Regions from separate parts of the Mus musculus genome. Here all the other regions are linked to region 5. The links are chromatin contacts, called in public HiChIP or PLAC-seq and promoter capture Hi-C maps. All regions are on one chromosome and are shown on one strand. Each heading gives the region's core, a stretch centred on a gene start, on an enhancer-like site or on the middle of the called end of the contact. The rest is flanking DNA. Distances are from core to core; before and after follow the strand shown. Region 1 holds the start of Exosc4 (exosome component 4). Region 2 holds the start of Puf60 (poly-U binding splicing factor 60). Region 3 holds the start of Hgh1 (HGH1 homolog). Region 4 holds the start of Smpd5 (sphingomyelin phosphodiesterase 5). Region 5 holds the start of 1110038F14Rik (RIKEN cDNA 1110038F14 gene).

The links. Promoter capture Hi-C pulls out the DNA fragments that hold promoters and counts their contacts. HiChIP or PLAC-seq counts read pairs in DNA pulled down with a chosen protein or histone mark.
Region 1: a contact with region 5 is called in a promoter capture Hi-C map of pre-B cells, with 5 times the contacts expected there. The contact joins the promoter of Exosc4 here to the promoter of 1110038F14Rik in region 5. A contact is called at or near these places in 3 of 39 promoter capture datasets (the C10 cell line, liver and pre-B cells) and 1 of 115 datasets of contacts at active chromatin or transcription factors (memory CD8 T cells).
Region 2: an H3K27ac HiChIP or PLAC-seq map of thymic regulatory T cells shows a contact between it and region 5, with 10 times the contacts expected there. The contact joins the promoter of Puf60 here to the promoter of 1110038F14Rik in region 5. A contact is called at or near these places in 4 of 39 promoter capture datasets (the C10 cell line, liver, neutrophils and 1 more), 1 of 115 datasets of contacts at active chromatin or transcription factors (thymic regulatory T cells) and 1 of 9 other capture datasets (liver).
Region 3: a contact with region 5 is called in a promoter capture Hi-C map of liver, with 2.8 times the contacts expected there. The contact joins the promoter of Hgh1 here to the promoter of 1110038F14Rik in region 5. A contact is called at or near these places in 3 of 39 promoter capture datasets (liver and pre-B cells), 1 of 115 datasets of contacts at active chromatin or transcription factors (memory CD8 T cells) and 1 of 9 other capture datasets (liver).
Region 4: a contact with region 5 is called in a promoter capture Hi-C map of pre-B cells, with 3 times the contacts expected there. The contact joins the promoter of Smpd5 here to the promoter of 1110038F14Rik in region 5. A contact is called at or near these places in 1 of 39 promoter capture datasets (pre-B cells) and 1 of 115 datasets of contacts at active chromatin or transcription factors (memory CD8 T cells).

What each region holds. Positions count from the first base shown.
Region 1 is chr15:76,324,888-76,329,819 of GRCm38.p6, reverse strand. Exosc4 (exosome component 4) reads right to left here and starts at 2,423. Exons shown (of 3, transcript NM_175399.4): 1 at 2,157-2,423; 2 at 584-790; 3 at 1-464. The coding sequence starts at 2,327. The coding sequence ends at 105. It also overlaps a transcript of Oplah not described here.
Region 2 is chr15:76,078,080-76,082,907 of GRCm38.p6, reverse strand. Puf60 (poly-U binding splicing factor 60) reads left to right here and starts at 1,962. Exons shown (of 12, transcript NM_028364.2): 1 at 1,962-2,058. The coding sequence starts at 2,035. Gm48952 (a long non-coding RNA gene) reads right to left here and starts at 382. Exons shown (of 2, transcript XR_003951572.1): 1 at 269-382.
Region 3 is chr15:76,366,843-76,371,464 of GRCm38.p6, reverse strand. Hgh1 (HGH1 homolog) reads right to left here and starts at 2,567. Exons shown (of 6, transcript NM_021555.2): 1 at 1,896-2,567; 2 at 1,713-1,813; 3 at 1,511-1,609; 4 at 1,212-1,303; 5 at 1,011-1,133; 6 at 54-933. The coding sequence starts at 2,509. The coding sequence ends at 781.
Region 4 is chr15:76,290,326-76,295,641 of GRCm38.p6, reverse strand. Smpd5 (sphingomyelin phosphodiesterase 5) reads right to left here and starts at 1,270. Exons shown (of 7, transcript NM_001195537.2): 1 at 351-1,270; 2 at 180-252. The coding sequence starts at 1,208. Spatc1 (spermatogenesis and centriole associated 1) reads right to left here. Exons shown (of 5, transcript NM_028852.1): 5 at 3,070-3,478. The coding sequence ends at 3,149. Mir3079 (microRNA 3079) reads left to right here and starts at 4,674; the gene lies at 4,674-4,763.
Region 5 is chr15:76,945,695-76,950,581 of GRCm38.p6, reverse strand. 1110038F14Rik (RIKEN cDNA 1110038F14 gene) reads right to left here and starts at 2,321. Exons shown (of 5, transcript NM_001347540.1): 1 at 2,038-2,321; 2 at 1,663-1,953; 3 at 1,430-1,514; 4 at 892-1,038; 5 at 1-333. The coding sequence starts at 2,043. The coding sequence ends at 194. It overlaps Gm46534 (a long non-coding RNA gene), which reads left to right and starts at 2,233. Exons shown (of 4, transcript XR_001781744.2): 1 at 2,233-2,322; 2 at 2,448-2,570.

The DNA of each region.
Region 1 (4,932 bases), core at 1,174-3,673, 620 kb after region 5:
ACTATAAACTGCGCTGTAGGGCCCTGAGCAGCTTTTAAGTGCTGTACAGTAAGGTGTACTCGGGAGAAGAACAGGCCTTTATTCTGGAAAGGGGTGGTTGCCACTCAGTCCCCCAGTGAGACAGAGGCCTCCTGCACGTGCTGTCGGACGACAAGGTCCAGCAGAGTGTGCACACCTCGGGCCGCCTGGGCAGCAGCCTCTAGCACCTGCTCCAAGTGGTCTTCGTGCAGCCTCGAGTCCATCTCAAGCAGTGCGATCTGGCCGGAGGCGGGCAGCAGGGCCAGGGCGAGCTGGGGCCCTCCAGCTGCTTCCTCCACGTGGCTGAGGTCCGCTAGTGCTGTGCCATCCACAAAGCCAGCTGAACATGCGCATACAAAGTCCCGCATAGGTATCCCAGCATCCATCACTGCTAGCGTGGCTGCATTCACACATGCTGCGTAGGTCCCACCATCTGCTTGCAGCACCTACAGGGGGCATCAAGACATCTGATGGACTGACATCCGCATCCTGCAGCATCTCAGACAGCCCACATAGCTTTAAGCTCCGCCCCCGGGGGAGGGGTTTGACGGTGCAGGTAGCTCACCTGCACGTAGATGTCGATCTGAGAGCGGGGGTGCAGCTGTGTGAGGATGGCTGCCTCGAAGGTCTGTCGTAGCTGCAGCCCCATCTCACAAGACTTCCGGTCTCCATGAGGCCTTCGCTTGCGCTCACCTGTGCTGAAGGTGGCTGAACTGTACTGACAGTTCACTAGAGCCCGGTCAGGCAGGGCTCGAGACCGGGAGCCCCGGATCTAGAGGAAAAAGAATGAATGAGCCAGGCCTGCCTACCTCCTGGGACGCACTCGATGGCTCAACCTTCCTCCTCCTCTTTCTAAAGTGCTAAAACAAACAAACAAAACCCCAGCTACTCTGGTTCCAAATCATAGCTGAGTGGGGGGGGGGGGCTACTTCTCAACCTAAGCCAAAGCATTGTCACCTTTAGCAGCCAACTCTTTGTTCTTCAGTTTCTCCATTTCCTCCCAAATTATTCCCATTGTGGCCACCATGATTACAAACATCTGGTTTGACTGTGTAACCCACACACTAATATTTTACTTACCTTCCAGAAGCTTCCCATTACAGTAATGTAAAAGAAAAAAAATCTCAATTTCCCTGACTTTCAAAGCCCTGGGTCCTCACCTCCTTGGTAACTCCTCAACTCTATTTGATCTACTGTCCCTCTCCCTACCAAGTCTTCCCTCATGTGTTCTATACCTGATCATCCACCTAGAAAGCCGAGCTCCATATGCTAGCAAACCTTAAAATGTGCACATTTGCCAGCCTTGCTACAGCACTGCGACACAGCAATAAAGGCAGATAATTTAATGTCCTTGTTTTAGGAGTTTATGTTCCCGTAGAGAAACAAGCAAGGTGGAAGACCCAGGAAAATCGATGTAGTAGGTGCAGAAATAGCCTGAGAGGCCTTTTCCTGACAAGATGTGGGAAGAATGAGCTGAAGGAACAGGGAGTGAGTGGAGCTTCGCCAGGCTGGCTGAGGCACCTCAGAGATGAAGCGGGCAGCCCGTGAGAAAAAAAAAAAAAAAAAAAAAAGGCTAAGCAGAGGGCCCACTGAGACGGAGGACTTAAGCTGTAAGACACAGGTATATTCCCTCGAGGTGGGATCACAAGCCCCCGGTCCCTGCATGAGACAAATCATAGTGGCTGAGGGCAATCTGAAGCAGCTCCATACCCCACACGTGGGATCAAAACAAAAACATAATCACATAACATAACTGGGTTCTTAAAGAAACCGATATTCTCAGTACCTCACGGGGCCTAACACACAAATTTGAGGGCCATGTTAGGGACGCAATTTTCCTGAGAACTCAGGGCATAATTATATTCACTGCTTAGAGGATGCAACACAAAGAGGACTGAAATGGAAGTCGGCCAAGAGAAAGAGCTCGTAAGATGAAGTCAAAAGAAGCCAGGTTCTCACATCATCCCCGCTACAACACGTTGGGACAACCTGTGTGAGATGCTTTCTGCCGGGAGGCCCACAGGGACTCAGATGGGATTGTAGTATACTGCTGCATGGGCTCAGGAGTTAAGCCGTACGACTTAGGTCTCCTCCCTTGATGTGCGGCCAGGAGCCCCCGGTCCCCGCCGCTTACTCGCCTCGTGCGGCCCGTAGACCACCGCCAGTGCCTTGGTGTTGCCCTGCTCGATGTAAGCCGAGCCATCGGCCTGCGCAAACACGCCCATCCGCGCCTGGATCTTGCGCAGCTCCCCCGCGCGGCGACCGTCTATCCGGTAACCCTGATCGGACAGGAGCTCCAGCCCGGCCATGATGTACAGTCCTGACTCCGCCTCCGACAGCTCGACCTGGACCTTCAGGACTACGACTTCCGTCGGTACGTTTCCTTTTCAGTCTCGGTGAACTATAGCTTCCGGTAGCCTAGTCGCTTTCCGGTCAAAGGGAACTGCGGCTTGTGGCATCCCCGGCTTTCTGAATGTTCGACTTAAGCCTTTCAGTTCCGGGAAACGGAAGGCCCGAGGCGAACGGGTTTTTGTGCTTCTCCCGGGTTGTTGGAGTAGGTACGCCAAGAAGACTGGCTTCCGGACGTCTTTGGTTTGTTGGAGATGCTGGCCCGAGCAGAGACATTTTTTGGTCTTATTTTTTTTAATTGTATATCTATTTTTATTGTATGAGTGTTTACTTGCTTGTATGTCTATTCGTCACATGTGTGCTTAGTGCTGTGGAAGTTAGAAGAGGGCGTCAGATCCCATGGATCAGGAACTACAGGCAGCTGTGAGCCACTGTGTGAGTGCTGCGGAATCAAACCTGGTCCTCTGCCCGCGTGGTTTTTACCGTGGTCAGTTTAGCTAAGCACAGTTGTTTGTTACACATGATTATTATCTCTGTGGCTTAGTTTGTTTGTTTGTTTTTTTTTCCTTTTTTCATTTCCTTGGTTAAATCCATAAGTTTCCCTCCCTTACCTTGCCCAATAAGTTTCTCTATCACTTGAATACAAACACAAAGGGCCTGCAGTTGTATATATGCATCTGTATAGTAGGGCTTGAAATTCTGATTTTTTTTTCTGATTATTTTTAAAGTGTGTTTTTAGATGTTTATTTATTGTTATATCTAAGTACACTGTAGCTGTCTTCAGAAACCAGAAGAGGGCGTCAGATCTCATTACGGGTGGTTGTGAGCCACCATGTGGTTTCTGGGATTTGAACTCAGGACCTTTCTTTGGAAGAGCAGTCAGTGCTCTTATCCACTGAGCCATCTCACCAGCCCGGAATTCTGATTTATTTTTAAGGATTGGGTCATTTAGTATACACTTTTTTGGAGTGTTTTCACTCGGAATATGAAATCAACAGTCCTCAGGTTTTGTTGTTGTTGTTATAGATAAAAGATAGATTCACAGAAAGAACACTGAGCTGAAATTACTCTTCAGGTGGGCCTTATTAGGAGAGTTAGGGCACCGCTGTCACAGACAGCAACGATGCACCCTTGTGGGCAAGAATATTCAAAGGAGTATGCTCTGGAGAGATGAGTGTGACATAGAACAACACAGGTGTCCTGGAGGGAAGGCGCATTCAGTTCTGAAGAGTTAGGAGAGTTAGAACATCACACCAGCCAGCTGGAGCGGCTCAAGCCTTTAATCCTAGCACTCAGAAGGTGGGAGCAGGCAGATCTCTGAGTTCCAGGCCAGCCTGCTCTACAGAGAGTTCCTGGACTACACAGAGAAATACAGTCTCACACAAAAAACAAAACCAAACAAAAAAACAAAAACAAAACAAAACAAATAAAAACCCAGAAAAACAAAAACAAAAAAACCCCAATGCATAAACAAACAAAACCACCAGGACCCATATGTGAACAGAACTCTTCCTCCTATTCCTCTTCTTCCTCCTCGTCCTCCTCACAGAAGTTGTGGTCTAATGGCCTCCATGCCTACACCATGGCAGGCACCCCTGTCATTTCCCCAGATAAATAAAATGTAAAAATAATGTCTAGCAGTAATTCAAAGCTGTCTTGTGTCTGGGGAGGGAAAGAACTCTGAGTATTACAGGGTCATAGCAGCTTTTTATCAGCTCTCTGTCCCAAAAGAGACTGTTTAGGGAGGCAGAGGGACTGTCACCTACCTGTCTTGTTACTCTTACAATTCTAGCTTAGTATATTCTAACCTTTCATGTCAGTCCAGTACAACAGAAAGAAGAAGAGAGACACACCATTCCTACCCCAGCACCTCTCCTTGTATCTGTCTCATAGTGACCATTGTCATTAGCAGGGAGCTTTACCCTTTTCACCTGCCGCCCCCCCCCCCCCCGTCATCCAGTCCATTTAGTGCCTAAGGAAATGTATGTCACTACCCAAAATTAAAAAATTAAAGCAGTGAGCTTAGTGTATAGAATACCGAGAAGAGAGGGTGGATGAGTCCCAAGGTTGAACATCCCAAGACATATGCAACCAGTGCTGGGGACACCCCCCCCCAGCTCCATGAGAGGTCTGTCAACATTTAACCTCAAGAAAAGCAGATAGGTTGGAGAAATGGTCTACCACACAGACCCCAACCCTAACACTTACAACATGGCTGCTCACAGTGTACTGTGTATAATGGCTGGACGCCAGTTACTAAGAGAGCCAGCTCCCTCTGATGCAGCTTGGCTGAGCCATCTTCAGCGCTTGACCCTCTGCAGCTGGACTGGGCTGCTTCCATGTGGAGCCTTTTTACCAGGGTAGCCTGAGCACCTGCCATCCCTGTTAGGGGTTGTTTATCTTGTGCATTGCTGGTTATACTAAACTGCCTCAGGAAATCCAAAGGCCCTCTACCCCATCGTGTGGCGAAAGCTTCAGCCACTTAGAATAGCCAGAATCAAGCTGGTCTTCGGCCTGAGGAGTCTGAAGGAAGTTGGTGGCCACTCCAGCCTCCAGCTCCATAGC
Region 2 (4,828 bases), core at 713-3,212, 870 kb after region 5:
GACAGGATCTCCCTATATAGTCATGACTATCTTGGAATTTGCTTGGAACTCAGTGGAAAGGTAGACCAGCAGGGCCTCCAACTCACAGAGATCCACCTTGCCCATGCTTGGAACAGGCACTCAGAAGCAGTGCTTGTTAAAAACCATTGACTCTTCACTTTTGACTCACAAGATACCTAAAGCAGCCAAATACTGTCATCATGCAGTCTGATCTCTGGCTAGTTCTAGAGAAGACAGATTCAACATTTCAGAGTTTTTATCAGCTTACCAAAGATTTTTCTGAAAAGCAAGGTCCATCACTATCAGAGGGTGGTGCCTGGGGTTCCCCCTGGTGGTGGTGGTGAGACCCAGCCCACTCAACATCCTGTGTGTGTGTGTGTGTGTGTGTGTGTGTGTGTGTGTGTATTTTCAGAGTCTCTAGTGGGCCCATCTAATTCTAATTCTTGAAGAATATTGGCCAATGTGATTATCGCTTGTTTTCTTGAAACTTTCAACTTTATGGGTTTTCTGTTTTGTGTTTTGAGACAGGATCTCTCTATGTAGTCTTGGCAGTTGCTTGGAACTACTTGGAAAGGTAGACCAGGTTGGCTTCCAATTCACAGAGCTTCTCCTTGCCCCTGCCTCTGGAGTGCTGGGATCACAGGTATATGCCACCACACATAGCTCAACTTTATTTTTCAACTTATCGAATCGCTCATTTGCAGATTTTGTTTTGTTTTTTTTTGGGGGGGGGGTGTTTTTCCAGACAAGAGTTTCTCTGTGTAGCCCTGGCTGTCCTGAACTATGTAGACCAGGCTGGCCTCGAACTCAGAAATCTGCCTCTGCCTCCCAAGTGCTGGGATTAAAGGAGTGCACCACCAACACCTGGCCGTTTTAATTTTTCTCTTTTTTAAATGGGGAAATCTAAGTTCATGATCTTTATTTTCTTGTTTGGGGGATGCAACATCTTTAGGTATCTTCCATTTCCTTTGTTGTCTTGGTTTCTTTTCATGCTCTTCTGCTTGGTGATTCTGGCTGGCCACTTTTGCTTAAGAGTGAGATGCTAAGCTGGGTCTCAGCGCTTCGTTCCCAGGAGGAGCTAATCTCCAGGCACTGTTGGCAGAGCCAGAACGACTAGTAACCTGTATTAGGGATAGAAGTCTGGAGGCACCTACTTTTTTTTTTTTTTTTTTTAAACTATCTGCACATTTTCGGAGAATTCAAGACACAAGCATCACACACCAGCCTGCTAAGGCCCTCCCCTGGCTCCCCAGCATTCCACTTCTCTGCCCACTTAGGTTTGCTTTCAGTAGAGCTTTTTCCTGTTTAAAGGGGGTACCGAGGGGGAGGAAAATATTCTGCCATGTTTTGCTAAAGATCTCTATATTAAAGTCTGAAAACCCGAGGGGTGGAAAACGAGAATGGCTATCCGGTGGAGTTTGAAGGTGCCTGAGCTTACAGATGTGGTTGGTGCCTTGCAGGCAGCCTTACGGCCACAAAGCCCAGATGAACTACATATTTACACATAGCTCAGGACTTGGGGACTAACGTACACATTTATGCCCACAGGACAATAACCACAGGACAGGCTGGGGAGCCATCTTTTGGGGGCCATCTTCGTGTCAACGGCTATTTTCTCACTAGGAAAGAGACCATATTTCAAAATGAATGAGGATTCCTGACTTTAGATGGACAATGCAAAGGACGATGCATCAGTCTTTTTGTCTTCTGTCTCCGCAGTCTACGAGCTTTCAGCGAGTGGACTCAACTAAAATAGGGTGGTAGGAAAAGAGGCAGACGGAACTGACTCAAAAATGTCGACCCCCCCCCCCCCCGACCAGGGGAGGGCTCTCCGGGTCGCCACTCCAAAACCCCGGCCCGCCCCGTCCTCCTCCGGTACATTAACGGCCTGCTCCGCCCCGGAAATGCGTTTCGGTCTCCGCTCTCGTAGCTATGCCGTACGTCGCGAGATTTCCGCGTCCGACGCCCAGATCGCGCGAGACTGCGGAGGGAGCTGATGCTTGTGGCGCGCGCGGCGGCCGCGACGGACGCAAGATGGCGACGGCGACTATAGCTCTCGTAAGTGAGTCCCTCGCGGCCAGGGGGCGGCCCTCAGCTCGGAGGAGTGAGTCGTCGGCTGGGACAGGGTGCGGAGGGGACCCTGGGTGCGCAGCGGCCCGACCCGGACCTCGTACGGACTTTACCGTGGTCCCCGGCACGCGGGGCGGAGGCGGAGCGGGAGCGCGCGGCTGCGGCCACGGCTGGGGCTCGACTGCAGCTTCCGGCTCGAGGACTCCAGTTTCCGGCAGCTGGGCGGGGTGGGCCGGCCGCGGAGCTGCCCTGCTGGATCCCCGCGGGGCGGTCCTGTCTGCCGAGACTGGGCGACAACTGTCTAGGCGTCCGGTGGCATTAGGGTGTCCTGGTGCCTGCTCCAGACCCGCGCGGCTACGCCCCGTGTTGGGGACGCGGAAGGGGCGGACCCGTTAGCATTTGCTCTGCGCCATGGTGCAGAGACGAGGGTTTCCCGTTCCGTTAACACGCAGGAGGGGAAGAGCATCTCTCCCAACCCCCATTCCCCTCCACACCTTTCAAACAGCCATTCTGTCACTGCCTCTGTGGGGAACCCGACAGCCGGTGCCTGCCTCGGTCACTGGTCCGGGTGGGCATCATAAGACTTTGCTAACCCCCTTGTCTTGGGCTGGACGCTCCAAGGGCTGAACTTGGTTCTGCCCTAGTCAGTCGGGAATGTTCCTTGAATGGCTACCACCAGGAGTTCCTTCAGGGACTATTTATCTCTTGGACCTAACCCCACTGCAATCCAGACTTTTGTTAGCCGCCACCCTCACTCAGAGGGGATGAAGCAAGGGCTGAGACCACTTAAGCCCTAGGTGCCTGGAGGCCAGCCGTAGGGTAGGGTCGAGTAGAGTACACACAGGCTGCCATTCCTCAGCCTTAGCTGGGAACTGCACCTTCATAATGGGAGAGGGGCACTTGCTCCAGCTTGTGAGGGGTGGATCTAGTATGTCTTGCTCACATCAGGGCTAACTTCAAAAGAAAAAAAAAAAAATTCCTGCTTCCGCTGCTTGACGCTATTGGTGTAAATGGTCTTTTCGGAAAGACAACCAGAGAGTTGAGGAGTTGATGACTGCCCTTAGGTGGCTGTCAGATGATAGAAGAAAGGGTGAGGGCAGAGTATAAAATACTTTAAACAGCACTGGAGGAGAGTGGATGCCTCATTTCTGGGTAGCCCCTGTTGTTCATGCAGACTGAAAGGTTAGCGCGATGCTAGACAGATAGTGTCATTATTGAGATGGTCTCGAGCAGTAAGTCTCACCACTGAAGCCGTCTTTGCCAGCATTTGACCACAAGGCCCCCGAGAATTGTCTCTCTCTCTCTCTCTCTCTCTCTCTCTCTTTCTCTTGTTTTGCTGCATCCACAGTGCTCAGTACAAGCCTGGCTACCCAGGAAGTAGCACTACACCCTGTGAAGGGACCTGAACAGATGGAAGACAGCGTCCTTCAGCCAGTCCTATTCTTGGGGTCTGGCACTGCTCTCAATGGTACTAATGTTGCTAGAACCTGTGGCTTACTTTCCATATGCAGACTTAAGGGACTTCATGGAAATTGATTCCATAAATCTTCGCTGCTGCCTGAGAAATAGGCCATGCCCCTGCACAGGAAGAGCCTCAGGACTAGATTTTAGGTGATTTGCTCAGGGTATTTAATATGTTGTGTAATGGAAATAACTCTTTATTCTGAGCTGGTGAAGGGCAGAGCTTGGCTTGCGTACCTGAGACACTCAGCAGCAAATAAATCCCTCAAGGGACCTCCCCCTCTCTGGATGCACCATGGCTGAGGTACACATTAGTGACCAGCTGTGATAACAAGTGATAGTTTCTCTAGGCTCTCCCAGTGACTGGTTAGAACAGAATTTTAGACTCTGTATGGGAGAACTTTCTGCGGAGGTAAATGGGCTAAATTGGGTGGTTTGTCCACAAGTGAGTGCTCTCTGGGATTGTGCGTATGCATTGCATTGTGTGCTGCTTTCAGCACTATTCCTGTCCCTGGGAGACTCATTTGGAGAGGCAGGAAGTTATGAGTGTGCCCCAGGGTCACCATTCTCACTGGTGTCTGGCTGGTGCCTGAGGCATGCTTTTACAGTGGGTGTTGAGAAGCAGCCTCTGTTGAGTGGATGCCTGTACCACTGGAGTCACTACTTTAGTGTTCTCTGGGATATCATTTCTGAGTCACAATGGAGCAAAGACAGTAGTACACACTCAGGTTGGTAGCACCAGGAGGAGCTCTGTGTATAGGCTGTGTCAGCCATAGTTCCCAGTTCCATCACAAGGTCTTCACAGAGCATTATGTTATGCTGCTGCCAGTTCCGCCTTCAGTAGCCTGATGACCTGAGAGACTTTGTCCAAATTGCCAGCATTTGGCTTTGTTTCTAAGAATGGACACAACCATCTTTTGATACTTGTGGAGCATGTAATTTAGCTGATGGTAGGGTAAGCACAGTCTTCTGTTACTACAGTCTTCTGAGAAGTTGGGGTAGGTTTTAGGGCCTCCATCACATCACCCCACTATTTACCTACCTCTACCTGGGGTCTAGCCGGTGGCAGGGACCACACCACAGGATGCTAAGAGCTCCATCTCCTGAGGGCTGCCTTGGGACAAGGGACTCTGTCCCTTCTGATGGTGAGAGCCAAACTCTCAGCTGCCATCCTAGGACAGTTTTTCACGCTATCTGCTGGGTGAGGGAGGCCAGGGTTTGCCCAGAGCTCATGGAATTACTGGACTAAATGTTGAGCTAAGAGGCCTAGCCCAAGTGATGGAAGAAATGTTCCTGC
Region 3 (4,622 bases), core at 1,318-3,817, 580 kb after region 5:
GGAGAATCTCTTGCAGGAGAGTCTGGATGTCTTTTTTTTTTTTTTTTTTTTTTGGTTTTTTCGAGACAAGGTTTTTCTGTGTAGCCCTGGCTATCCTGGAACTCACTCTGTAGACCAGGCTGGCCTCAAACTCAGAAATCCGCCTTGAAAGGCAACCGAGACTTGAAAAAGCTAACCAAGGAGCAGGTTCTATCTAGCTGAATGGCTAAGTCCCAATTCAACCTGGGAATAAGGAGGCTGACAGGTGAAACAGAGAAACGGAGGCAGCAAATGGGAAACCCAGCAAGTCATCCAGAGACAGGCTCACAGGCTCGGATGGCAGAGCATTCTAGGAAGGGACGAGGATCCAAGTGTAGTCTGTCTTTTAAGGTCTTGGGCAAGGAAAGCAAGAAGACTCCGAAGGTTGGGGCTCACGGCGCTGTTTACATCTCTAAGCCTACCCACGTCCAGACCCCTCAGTGCCTTCAGGAATGAAAACCTAGTTGGCTTCCCAGGGCTTGCAGTATTTTCAGTCCAGTCCTATCACCAGCTGGGAATAGGCTCTTCATAGCTCCAGTGACCACCGGCATCCTGCCTCATCTGTAGGCAGCTGTGACAGAACCCAGCCAGCTCCAGCTCAGTAGTGCAGCTCTGAACTATGTGCATTATTGCCGGTTGCAACAGGGCACAGGATTGGGCAGCACCCTTGGGCTTCTCACCATTTACTGGGCATTGACCCTAGAACCCTGCGCCAACACTGGCAAAGGTGGGTCTGAAGCTGGCATTCAGGCCAAAGGGGCTTCAGGTGTGTGGGGCACCGTTGCCTCTTAGCTCTTGAGCGAGCTCCTGTTGCTCTTGCTGGTCGAGCTCCTGGAGCTGTTGTTCCACGTCTTCAGGTACCTGCACCTCCAGCAGGTTTTCCATGCCAGCCTCTGGCTCATCACCAATAAGCACCTGCAAGAAGAGGAGGCAGGTGAGCGGGCTCATAAGCCATTGGCACTTGCCTAGCCTTTCTGACCCCCCGCACTCACCTGGATAAGTTTTTCGCAAGCCATCCGCACATCGGGCTCTGGCTCCCAGCTGTGCAGCTCTCGAAGGATCAAGTAGGCACCCTGGTCCCGTACCTGCTTCCGACCAGGTGCCGTGGCTGTCAGCTAGGAAGATGGAAAAAGGTTACTCGGATGCCAATACGGACTTGTGGAGAGGCACTAACACCCCAGGCCCCTGCTCACCAGCATGACGGCTTCGATGAGCATCTTCCGGATGTCAGCGTCCGGCTCCCGTTGCTTGTCTGGTGACAAGTACTGCAGGTCAACAGGCAGCTCTAGGAGTGAGGGTGGGAGACTATTGGTCCCTGTGCTGAACACCCAAGCCCTGCTCTGCCTGGGTGAGCCTTGTGTGTGTCTGTAACGACCCCCTCCTTAAAGGCTGCCGGACTGAGGGACTCCAGACCTGCACACCTCTCCATCTCCCTCTTGTAGTCTTCCCTCTAGCACCAGACAGCCCTGAGGCAACCACCCAAGTCACTCACGGTCCATTTCTTCCTCGGAAAACTCTTCAGGCCCAGCCAAGGGCAGTAGCAAAAAGGGGAGAATGTCGACTTGGGCCCCAAGTAACCACTTGTGATGTCCTGGAGGTGCGGACAAGGAAGGAGATCAGAATAATGGTCCGTTGGGTTCCCTAGGGTCCAATCCCCACCTTGGCAATGGCACCACCCCCTCCTTGTCACTCACGATGCTCAAAACAGCAATTCCGAAGTGTTCCCACCACCCCGCCCCTGCGCACCGAAGAATCTGTGTACTGGGTAAGAGGCAGCAGCCGTTGGACCACGCACCTGTTGAAAGAAGATATTCACTGCTGTCCTTGTTCACTTCCACTTCCCCACCTTCCCGCCCGCGCAGGCGACTGGGTTTCACCTGTCTGGGTCCAGGAGAAAAGCACGCACCTCCGCCTGCTGGCTAAGGTTGGAGAGCAGCGGCCCCAGGTAATGCAGGGGTGCGGCCGCGTTGTAGCTCGGCGTGCACAGCGCGTTGACAAGTCGCTCCAGACCCAACCGCTCCGGCTCAGCGGCCATCAGCTTCTCCATTAACGCAGCACACGGAGCCGGCTCGCGACTCAGGTTGGCCAGCACTGCAGCCGCCTCTTCAGCCCAGGGCCACTGAGGGTCCAACACGCAGCGCAGCAGGCGGGCGGGCAGCTCCGGGTCAGCCGCCAGCAGCTGCCAGTGCACATTGGGATCAGCAGCCAAGTTCACGAGCGCGCGGGAGGCATCGCGGGAAGGAGCTGGGGCCGGGGCCACCGCAAGGTCGACCAAGGCCCGCAACAACTCTGGCTGTCCGGCCAACAGCGTGCGGCCCGAGCCCGCACCAGTCAGCGCCAGCACGTGCTGCGCCGCGGCCGCCTGCAGGTCGGCTCGCGCTCCGAGCACCAGGAAGGGCAGCAGTTCCACCGCCTCCGTGTCCGCGCCAGCCTCCTGCTCTAGCAACCCTCGCTCACCAGAGAACCCCGAACCTACTCCCGGTCCCCGCATGCCGCCAGCAGTCTCAGTCACTTCTCGTGCCGGGGCCACCGCCGGAAAAGCGGAAGTCGTTAAAACCCTTCCGAGGCTGAGAACCTGGCTGAAGGGGGCGGGGCCGGTTTCAGCGCGAGGCATTGTGGGCCACAGTATTAGGCACCCCTTAAGCTGGTGCAGATGCACCCTCCCCCCCTTCCCATCATCATCACCACCACCACCAGATCCTTGCAAGGACTTTTCCGGCTGCCTATTGCGTGTTTGCTTTGCCAGGAGTCAGAACCACGCGACCAGCACGCATAATTTGAAGCGAAGCTCGGCAGCCGGTGATCCTGGTGTCCAGAGTGTTTGCTGCCACCTTTTAAACCTGGTTTCAGACATCCAGGAACCGGAGGGTGCAGGACTCTGCGATGAAAAGGCAGCTTTGGATCAGTCTCTGACTTTGCAGAGGGGCTAAATTTTTTTTTCTAGTGCATTTGTTAGGTCCTCTTCAGTGACAGAAGTCTGAGTCAAGCAGGCTTGGGCAAAGGGAACTAATAAATGAATCTATAGTTTGCAGGTTTGGGGGCACCTGGTGACAGACGCCCCTGCCAGCTCTTTAGAGCACTGTTCGGTTTCTGTCTTCCATACCTCGCTGCGTTTCTTTGCTTCTCAGTGGCTCCATATTACCTTCCACCGGCACATTTGTTAGCACAGATGGGAGGACACTGGCCTTCTTAGCTACGTAATCCCTAGCAGAAGATAATTTCAGTACTAGGATCTGTTCTGGGAAAGTATCCCATTTGGTGCTTCTTGTGCCTGTATTAGCAATTAGCTGCCTGGGGTCCTTGCTCTCTCAAATTAGAAATCTTGAGTTAGGGGTTTTTCCAGGGCTGGTCCTTGTCAGGTTTTTGTAGGAGATAGCCAGGAACCGCCACGGTTCCAGATCCTATGCAACCTTAGATACTGACTGGGATCCTTCCGGCTACAATGGCAAAGTGGTTAGGTCTGTGTAGGGCCAACTGTCCAGATTTCCCAGCTGTTGACAGCAGCTAGTGAGTTTCTAAGAAAAGGCTCCCTTGCCTCTGTTTTGTTTTGTTTTGGAGACAGTGCTGGCTGTCCTGGAACTCACTCTGTAGACCAGGCTGGCCTCAAACTCAGAAATCCACCTGCCTCTGCCTCCCAAGTGGTAGGACCAAAGGCGTGCGCCACCACTGCCCGGCTCCTTATCTTTTTATAAACGTGTCACTGTCTAATCTCACAACTGAGGAGGCTGAGGCAGGAAGGTCAGTGTAAGTTTGAGGCCAGCCTGAGCTATAAAATGAGCTGGTCTCAAAAGATTTTTCTCTTAAACAAAGTTAACTTTGTTAACTTGACACAAAATAGTCACCTAGAAAGGGAAGCTCAGTGACTTTAAATTAAGTTGGCCTATGGGCACATCTGTGGGGGCTTAATTAGTGGAAAGACGTTGCCCCCACTGTGATTGTTACCATTCCCTATAGGAAAGGGGTTTTATAAGTGTGGAAAAAGCAAGCATACTGACATGTAGGAATCATTGCTGTCTTCTGTGAGTGGAATGTGACTAGCTGTGTTGAGGACTATTCCCCAAGCACAGCTGGAGCCATTTTGTCCCATGCCTGCCAACCACTTCATATTATATTCCTGGTACAGAAAATAGTTTGACTCAGAGCAGGATCAAGTTGACCACATATTTTGTTATAAGGTTTCTTCTTAAGAAACTCCACAACAGGGCTGGTGAGATGGCTCAATGGGTAAGAGCACCCAACTGCTCTTCCGAAGGTTAGGAGTTCAAATCCCAGCAACCACATGGTGGCTCACAACCATCCGTAATGAGATCTGACTCCCTCTTCTGGGGTGTCTGAGGACAGCTACAGTGTACTTACATATAATAAATAAATAAATAAATAAATCTTTAAAAAAACAAAAACAAACAACAAAAAAAAAACTCCACAACAGGGCTGGAGAGATGGCTCAGCAGTTAAAAGCACTGGTTGCTTGTCCAAAGGTCCTAAGTTCAATTCCCAGCAACCACATGGTGGCTCACAACTGTCTATAATGAGAACTTGGACCCTCTTCTGGCACACAGGTGTACATCAGATACTCATACATTAAATAAAATTTTAAAAAATCC
Region 4 (5,316 bases), core at 21-2,520, 650 kb after region 5:
TAAGACCTCACCCTGTGGGTCCTGATCTGTAAACCACCCAAGGCATTTCTTGGGATGTCTGGGGCAGAGAACATTGGGATGTGGGGACAGACGTGTTGGTAAGGTTAAGGGACCTACTGCCTTCGAAGGAGAGAAGAGGGGCTACCTACCCACATTTCAAACCCTCCTGCAGGGCTCACCAACGGGTGCATGCAAATGTGTACAATGAAGGTATCCCACGATGGGGTGCCCGTCCACGATGCCTAGCTGCGCCTGCAACACCACCCACAGTTCCAGGTCTTCTTGCTCTCCTGGTTAAATCTATTGCTTACGCTCTCCCCGCTAGGGCTCACTGCAGCCTGGGTTAGTACCTGGACTGATAGTAGACCTTTGGAGGCCATGGCGTCCTCGCGACGAGCGTTAGGAAAGCAACGGAAGGTGGCACGCAGCAACGGGTAGCGCGAGGCCAGTAGAAGCCCACTGCCCAGTACCTTGATGTACGGCCCAGCCATTAAGCCAAATGTGCCCACATCATATATCACCGGGCCCAGATTTGGTACCAAGACACGCACAAGACGACGAGCTGCGCGGAGGTCGAACACTTCCTGCAGACACACGAAGTCCAAGCCCATAGGTAATGTGGCCTTCAGCTCACCACCAGGCACCCTAGGCGGCGGCTGACTGCATTCGGAAACCCTATACTGTGACGATTGAAGGCTATCTAGCAGTGCGGCCCCTACAGCCTCGGCGCGCTGCAGGCTGTGCGACAGGTTGTTAAAATGAGCCAGCCCGTGGGGCAATAGGCACAGATTAGCAGTGAGAAAGACAAAGCAGCGCCGGCGCTCAGCAGGCGGATGCCAGGGCTGTGGCCACACCCAGCATGCCGGAGGGGGCTGATAGCAGAAGGGGCGGCGCCAGACCTGGAGGGGCAGCCAGAGCGCAAGGCCGACCAACGCTAAGGGTAGGCCGACCACCACCAGTGGTAGCAACACCCCACTTCCTGCCAGGACTTTGAACCACCCCAAGCTTTTGGATCGGACGCTTGGTGCCCAGCAGCCCAGCAACTGGTCCAGGGACCAGTAAGTCGGGAAAAGCAGCACGCGGGATAAACTGTAGAGGGCTTGCAGCACTGGGTTCGGGAAAGGTGAAGGCCTCAGGGCGTTGGGTGTCAGGGGCCAGTCCTCTTGGGGCACTGGGCTCCTTCGCCGCGAAATGTCAGGGAGACTCATTGGTTTCCAGCGGCGGCGGAGGTCAAGACCAGGTGGCACAACCTGTGCGCGCCGCTAGTAATGCCCGGACGTCCCGCGAGCCTGAGTGCTGGCCACTGGCCCCACCCACTCAGAACTTCTGTGGCGGTTGGAAACGAACAACAATTTAAAAAAAAAAAAAAACCCGTAAAAGAAATCCGAGCTTTACAGCCCTGCCCTATTTCCTCCTTGTACTTGCGGGGGTCCACTTAGTGCTTCGGAGAAAAACTTAGGGCCCTGCCTACTCTCCCCTCCCCCACCCCTCCAATACACTTTACAGCCTGACTACTCACAGCCAGGTAGGTTCACCACAGCCTCTCAATCCGGTGCCTGGCTTAGTGCAGAGACTCAGCACCGATGGCTTGCAGAGGCTGAGACTTCAAACCCGGGGAGGGACCGTTAGTTCTACACCTGAGGCAGCTTGCCCAGACAGGTAAAAGGAAATCCTCCATTCTATGAGCCCTGTAACAGACTTAAGTTCTTTTAATTCTGTGTTTTATTTTTGTTTGTTTTGTTTTGTTTCTCGGGGCAGGGTTTCTCTGTGACTCTGGCTGTCCTGGAACTTGCTCTGTAGACCAGGCTGGCCTCGAACTCACAGAGATCTGCCTGCCTCTGCCTCCGGATTGCTGGGATTAAAGACATGTACCAGCACCGCCCCTCTTGACTTTAGTTTCTTGACAATGATCCCTTGGGCTTTCACAGACTTTTCTTGGCTCCCCTTGGAAGTCTGACTCCTTAACTCCAGCTGTGAGCCAGCAAACACCCTGACATCGACCATCAGTGTCTCTTAAGTAACCCATCAGGTTTGTCTTGGCTGGCGATCTTCAGCCGGCTTGCCAGGATAGTCCTGGAGACTTTGGATGAAGGCAACTGTTGATGAGCTGGGCAGTCTGGGCAGAAGGCATTGAACTCTGCAGGGCAGGTGGGGGTGGGGGTGGGGGTGGGGCGAGGTATCCCAGCTGGAGAACCATGCCTCTTTCTAACCGGAAGTTGTATTGGTACTGATAGATTCCTGTTTGAATCCGCCCCCCCCCCCCCAAGGCTCTGCTGTTCCTTGACTGGCAAGAACTGGTTTTCTAAGTCCCTAGTTCTTTTATTCCTTTCTGCCTTGTCACTGCCCTAGCGCCTGCAACTTCAGGCAAGCCAGAAACTACTCCAGGCTTTTCCACACTGCCCTTCTCATGAACCAACCCCATTTTGGTCTCCACTCTTCTAGAAACACCACGATGTTTCCAATCTCAGCCTACCCATTGATTTCAATACCCCCCTCCCACAAGGGCCCCAATTTTTCCAACCCATGTTCCTTTTTTTTCATTTATTTATTCATTTTACATCCCCATAGATGCCCCCTGCTCCTGGTCCCCCCTCCCACAATCCCTCGCCCTATCCCCCCCAACCCATGTTTTTCATTCTCTGGTCAGCTCTGGTCCCCCATGCTTAGACAGAACCCATCCTTTTCTCAGACCTTGGGCATCTTCACAAGGGGCTGCCATCTCCCAGGCTCCCTTGCCCAGGTTTGGATGAGGTGGCATCTGGCTCTCTTACCTCTACTGTCCTGCCCCAAGGCCCTGAGGCTCCCTACCCCTTTGCTAAGAACAGGGAAGTATCCTTTCTTTCTGCATCATCCCTTCCCTGTTCCTGATCCTACTCCCTCTTTTTTTTCCTCCGCTCCCAGAACTTCTGTTTTCATTACCAAGTAAAAAGGGAATTTGGGACCTTCCATTTAATCCCATTAGAAAGACAGTGTCTGAGAGCTCTGTCTCTCCAGGGAGGCTGTAATGTGAATGTGGCCCCCCCACCCCACCCCACTGGAGCAGGAAGGTGTGGCTTGGGCCCAGTGACCAGAGTCTGTGGGAAACTTTAATGGCCATGCACAATGGCCTACAGGGTGAAGTGAGCCTGGGCCAGCCGGGCACCGGGTGTTACCAGATGAACATAGGTTTGCCGTCATCGTGGGACAGCTGATGGAGGCAGGAGAGCAGCAGGAGGGCGTCCGTGAGCTTGCTGGGGTGCACGGTTTCCAATAGCACACGCTGCAAGAAGTCCACCGTGTAGCAGCCACCTTCAGATGCCGCCAGCTCAGGCCGCTCGCGCAGGATGCCGTACTCATTGACCAGCTGTTCTGTCAGTGCCGGGTGCACCCGCCCGTTGTAGCCTAAGCTCTGCAGCTTGTTCATGATGCTCACGTAACGCTGTGTGAGCGTCTGGCACAGGTCCTCATCCAACTTGTGATTACTGGGGTTTAGGGAGGCCTGTTGGGGAGAGTGGCCATCAGGGACCCCCCACACACACACACCCCACCCTGGCTCACAGGCAGGCGGGAAGAGCAGGGGCAAGGGAGGCCGGGGGAAAGGAAATTGTGAAGTATTGCTATGAGGATGCCAAGAGAGGAGAAGCCATGGTCCCTGAAAGGTCCAGAGGGCTGGGCCTGAGGTCAAGGCACCCAAAAACCCAACTCAGGCAGGCCCAGAGGCTCCCCAAAGCTGCTAGAGACATGCATCCCACTGTTTTTTTGTTTTGTTTGTTTTTTCCTTCCACCAGCTATGTGGGACTATGTGGCTTCCAGTATGGGGGCACAGGGAGTTCTTCATACTCTCAGGTTGCCAGACCCCAGAGTTTGCATGCTTTCCCAAGAGCTAATAGAAAGCACTTAACCTGGAATAACAGACACCGTTCTAACAGGGCAGGAAGGTCTTCCTGAACATCACCTTTCCCGAGGCCCCCGTGGAGTCAAGGTACTGACATTTCTACCAAGCACGCCCATGCTGACAGGCTGATGGGACTTCCATGTGGGAAGACGTATTTCCACATAGAAGGTGGCAGGTCTCTGGGGGGCACCATGGGTATAGCACTGGCTCTTCAGGGACAGTTGTACTCAACTGGGGACACCCACCTGATCTCTCTGCTGTGTTGGGACTGGTGCCCCTGGTATATTCACTGGGAAAGTCCCTTGGTGTGTTGACATTTTTCTGGGCAGTACGGCAAACGCGATTTTGTGTCTTTCCTGGAGCTGGGGACCCTATTATATTAAATCCCTATCTGTGTACATCAGTTGCTGTCTGCAGCCAAGCACACTGGATGATTTGTCTAAGAAGGCAAATCTGTCAGGCAGGGAGGAGCACAATGAGAAGGCCAGTGCGCTCCTCGGATAGATGCAGGGAAGGTGGCCTGTGGCATTTGTTGCTTTGTATATTTTTGCAAAAAGAAGTAGCCAGTGTGATCTGTGGTGAGGAAAGAATTAAGGCCTGGTAGAATGCTGACCTTTTCACAAGGGCCTGGATCACCAAGCACCAGAAGAAGAAGGAGGAGGAGGAAGAAGAGGAGGAGGAAGAAGAAGAAAGAAGAGGAACAGGAGGAAGGGGGAAGAAGGGGAGGGGGAGGGGGAGACTACAGAGCTCCAGCCTAAGCCTTCTCTAGAAGACCCCACTGTGCTCCCAGACAACCTCTGCCAAGCTAAGGACTTTGATCTGATGAGCTAAGCTGGAGTTCCCATTCACCTGGCTCCAGGCTCATCAGATGAAAGTCCTTAGCTTAGGTGTGGCCTTTGTTGGAGTAGGTGTGGTGTGGCCTTGTTGGAGGAAGTGAGTCACTGTGGGGGTGGACTTTAAGACCCTCCTCCTAGCAGAAGCCAGTCTTCTGTTTGCCTTCGGAATAAATTGTAGGACTCTCAGCTCCCCTTCCTGCACCATGCCCGCCTAGAAGCTGCCGTGCTCCTGCCTTGATGAAAATGGACTGAACTTCTGAATCTGTTAAGCCAACCCCAATTAAATGTTGTCCTGATTAAGAGTTGCCTTGGGGGGGGGGGCGTCCCATAATCAGTCACCAAACACAGACACTATTGCATACGCCAGCAAGATTTTGCTACAGTACCCTGATATAGCTGTCTCTTGTGAGGCCATGACAGTGCCTGGCAAATACAGAAGTGGATGCTCCCTGTGGAGGCCCCCAATGGAGGAGCTAGAGAAAGTACCCAAGGGGCTGAAGGGGTCTGCAACCCTATAAGTGGAACAACAATATGAACTAACCAGTACCCCCGGAGCTCGTGTCTCTAGCTGCATATGTAGCAGAAGATGGCCTAGTCAGCCATCAT
Region 5 (4,887 bases), core at 1,072-3,571:
TGAAGAACATTTCCTTCAAAGGTTTCCACATCCACATAGCAGCCTCACATAGGCCAGCCGCTTCAGGTCCATGCTGCAATGAAGGACAAACCAACCCCACTTCTGCTGAGAGAATTCCTGGGAAGGCCCTGCAATCAGGACACATCCCCACCCCACCCTGGAGGGGGATGAGCGGTCCAGCATGTAGGAGACCCTAAAAGAAATTGAACCGAAACTCTTCGCTGGTCAAGTCCGGAGTGGTTTTGGCTCTTTCTGCAGGACGAGGCCTGCAGACCCTTCCGCTCTTCTTTCTGGTGGCCTCACTGACGAGCTGTACCTGGGCCGAATGGGTGGCTGTAGGAAGGGGGAGCAGAGAGTCAGAATAGCTAACTTTCATCCATGCAGTTACAATTACCCACACAACTTTCCTAACTAAAAAAAAAAAAAAAAAAACTGAAAAATTATCTTAAAGTAAATAATGTCATTCCCATATGAGACTCAAGAGATGTAGTAACTTATCAAAAATGTTATATGATCTAAGTAACAAAATTTAGATCATTTTCACAAAATGATATGTTGTATGATCTAAGTAACAGATCCAGGACTTATGTCCAAGTTATTTATTATTTAGTCCCAGGAACTAAAGTCCAACTGGTACCTGGCTTTATGGCCAGTGAAGTGAGCCCAGGCTAAGACAGAGGAGCTGTTTTTTTCATCCCCAAAACAGAACGAGGTGAGGACCTCGGCCCTCCTCCCCCCAGGACCTCTGTCCCCTAAGAGAGAATACTTTCTCCCCACTTACATCCCCCCCGCCCCCGAGCCCATCTCTTCCCACACCAACCCTGCTGAGCTGAGCCTCTCCCTACCCCCTTGACGTTAATGTACTGAACCAATCGCTTTCTAGTTCCTCACCAGCCTTTAGAGCCCGTAGGGCCTCCCGCCACTCTGCATCCATCTGAGCCCTGTAGTCCCCAAACAAGGAGCGCATCAGCTGTCTCTTCCGGGGCAAGGGGGTTTTTTCACTGCGCAGCGTTCGGATTGCCCCAACAGCCTGCTCTTCTGCAGATGAAAGAAAGAGAAAGAGAAAGAGAAAGAGAAAGAGAAAGAGAAAGAGAAAGAGAAAGAGAAAGAGAAAGAGAGAAAGAAGAAAGAAGAAAGAAGAAAGAAAAAGAAAAAGAAAAAGAGCTAGTGACTTCAAACACACTCATATCATCCTACTACAAACAATTCCCATCCAGCTGGGGTGACGCACGCCTTTAATCCCAGCACTGGGGAGGCAGAGGCAGGCGGATCTCTGAATTCCAGGCCAGCCTGGTCTACACAACTAAGTTTCAGTACACCTAAACAAAGCAAACCAACCAAAAGCAACAACCCCACCCCTTGGCAATACCATCAGACCACAGAACTGTCACCGTTTACATTTCCCTAACTGTAGAGAAGGGTCCCTCACTCTGCTTCGGGGTAGGTCTCTGCGTCTTGAGACCCAGCTCCAGCTGTTCCACACACCAGGCCAGCTCCCGCGCCAGCTGTTCCGCCTGGGACAGAAAGGAGGACATGGTTGTGATGGGTAACAGGGTCCCGCAGACCCCACTCCCATACCTTCAGCGCCTTAATTCCGCACAGCTCGCCCACAGAGGCAGGCGGATTAGCGCCCAGAAAGCTCGCAGGGAGTACCATCCTTGCCTGGGCCTCAGCGCTAGGAGGAGCTTCGTCCGGGGCAGGTTTCTCCGAGGGCTTTTCGCTTCCATTTGTCCCAGAGACCCTGTTGGGGGTTTTCTTTTTCTTTTGCTTCATCGCTACTGTGTTGCCTACGGGATGGGTTCCGGCGGCGGAGTCGCATGCAGGTTGCACTGAACTGCGGAGAGGAGGTTCCGAGGCACCGGAAGCTGAGCGAGAGGGCCGGGGTCTGCGCGGAGCGCGATGAGTTTTCCGACTTGAGGCTGCTGGTGCCTCCCGAGCAGGACGCCCTGGCTCCTGAAAAATCGTGAGACAGGACGAAATTCACAGGGTCTCCCCACCTAGGGCCTCGCCACAAACACGCCTTCTCCCACAGCTCACCGCCATTAGTCGGAGCGGCCGCCGGAAGCTGGTAAATCCTAACTACCACAGCGAACTCACTCCTCTGGAAACACGTCTACGACACAAGGTTCCGCAGAAAGCGCAGCGGAGCCAGAGCAAGCGCTCAGCGCCGGACAGAAAGCACTTGGGTGGATGGAGCGCCTCAGGCTGTGCTTGTAATTTTAGGAGACAGAGTGCACGGGGATGAACTTAAAGGCCTCGGAGAACCCAGCAGAGTGTGCCGCCAAGAAACAAGACAATTGATTCCTGGAGAGAATGGAACCGGTGGGGTCGGGGGGAACGCCCAGAGATGGGGCAAGGTGGATTATGCGGGGCGGGGCGGGGCGGGGCGGGGCGGGGCGGGGCGCAGGCGTTGACAGATGGCTCAGCTTGTCCCCGGTATACTTCAGAATCCTGAAGAACTAGGCTCTAATGGCAATGGAGTGAACTTTCCAACGAGAGTCGGGGCAAGCATGCACTTCCTTCTTCCACGACCATTAGGCTGCCACCCGAAGACCTGGCCCAGATTTAAGGTGCATCTTCCCACCTCAAACGAAAAATCAAGAAAATTTCCTTACAGGAACTCCTTACCCCTTGAGGTTTAGGATAATTACAGGTGTGGGTTGTCAAAATGACAACCAAGAATAGCAATAGCTATCATAGCGGTCTAGCCCTAGGACTACAGATACCAGTCATGGAGCTACAGGATTTGGTATTTTTCCTACAGGCTTCTAATCCTGCTTTGTTTCAGTATTTCTTCGCTATGCCTCTATTCCACACTTTTGGAATGGCGACATATATACTGTGTCCTAATAATCACAGGACATGGTAGTACTAAGAGACGCCCTAAGGGATCTCCTACACTCCAGACATAATCTTGCTTACCACCATTGTGAAGAGGTAATCCAATTTCCCCATGGTAATCTGGATCTATCACCCCTCCTAACACTGTTATTCCTTTTTTAGCCTGTTGGTTTAAGGGCATTAGAAGCCCAAAATGACCAGGGGGAAGTCTGAGCTTCCAGTTCAATGGAATGTTTGTTGTAGCTCCTGGTAGGAGCACTCCCTTCTCTGGAGCCAAAACTTCTAGGCCAGCAGAACCTAGAGTTATGGGGACAGGAAGCAAAAATTTTCCTAGAGGGTCACTAGGAGTGATAGTAAGTGCTCTGCTCAACTCCTTCATGCCTTCAAAACCAGTACCACCTGGGTGACCCTTACACATTACCAAGTCCAGCCACAGCACAATGTACAACTTTGGCTATATCTGGAACACAGCCACTGTGCTCTCAGAAAACACTTCCCAGAAGATGTCACCTCAATGATGCTGGTCTCTTCTTAATCACCGCTAATTTCTTAGCTCCAGCTAACCAGCATCAATAGTCCCAGTAATGCAAAGTTTTTGCTTTAGTAGTTCTGGTATCTTGTTAATCACAGCTGATTCTTCAGCCCCAGCTAACCAGAACTACAGAATCTTCACAATCAAAACAGCAATGGCCCTGAAAAGAGTCTTTAATTTTCCCTCTGAAATTTCACAAACCAGACCTCCATCTTCTGCAGTGTTCTCAACGTTGTCTTCCAAGCTCCTACACAACATCCGACAGAGCTCTTAACAACGGATAACTTTAAAAGTCCCACAGTCTTTACATATTCTTAAAATTTCAATTTCTTTAAAATAGCCATCTCTTTTAAAATCCAAAGTCTTTTTACAATTAAAAGTCTCTTAACTGTGGGCTCCACTAAAACAGTTTCTTCCTTCGAGAGGGAAAATATCAGGGCACAGCCACAATCAAAAGCAAAAGTCAATCTCCAACCGTCCAATGTCTGGGATCCAACTTACAATCTTCTGGGCTCCTCCAAGGGCTTGGGTCACTTCTCCAGCCATGCCCTTTGTAGCACACGCGTCATCCTCTAGGCTCCAGATGCCTGTACTCCACTGCTGCTGCTGCTCTTGGTGGTCATCTCATGGTACTGGCATCTCCAAAACAGCAACAGAAAAGTTACTAACACAGGGACACTTTCACAAGAGTAAGTCCATGTCAAAATATGCAAAATCACACACCTGAAATACCTATAACAAGCTGCATGCCAGTTAGACCCCTGTTGTATTAAGGGGTGTCTCTGTATTTCCAGTTATTAACTCTGTACTGGCAGAGAGCTAAGTGCTGGCAGGATTTTGGAATTGTCATTTCTATGGCACATCCCCAGGTTTCCTATTTTGTAAATGTCTTCCAAACCTTCCCAAAAGATGAAGGTCAAGCTTGGAGGAATGCCTTAGGCGACCTAAGAGCCTGTCTAGCATGATCTTACTACTGAGTGGTTATAATAAAGATCTGGCAGCCAATAGTTGGGGCAGGAAGTATGGGGGCGGAACTTCTGGGCGGGCAGAGTCAGGGGATGCAAACAGAGGCAGGAGTATCTAAGCAGACACAGAAGGAGCAGGGAATGAAAGGGCTATCTAGGAGGCAGGGCCAGGCTGGAAGTCAGGTTAAGTTAGAAGCTAGCAGAGTCTGCCCTAGATAAAGGCCAAATGCTTAAAACTGTATAGAAGTCTAGTGTCTTGTTTAAACCATAAGCAGGTCCTTGAGAGCCCCACAATAGACCCCAATAAAGCCTTTTTTCTGACACAAGGTGTAACTATCACTCAAACTGGCCTCAAACTTGCCACCCTGCCTCAGCCTCTCTTTGCTTGGATTACAGTCATTCACCACCTTGCCCAGCTATGAGGCTGTTTCTTTCAGAAAAAGAAATACAATACAGAACAAGGTGTAGAACTGTTCTGTCAAAGCTTCAACTCCCCCCCCCCCCTTGCCTGGTCTGGTTTATGACCTCAAAATATCAAATCAAATTGAT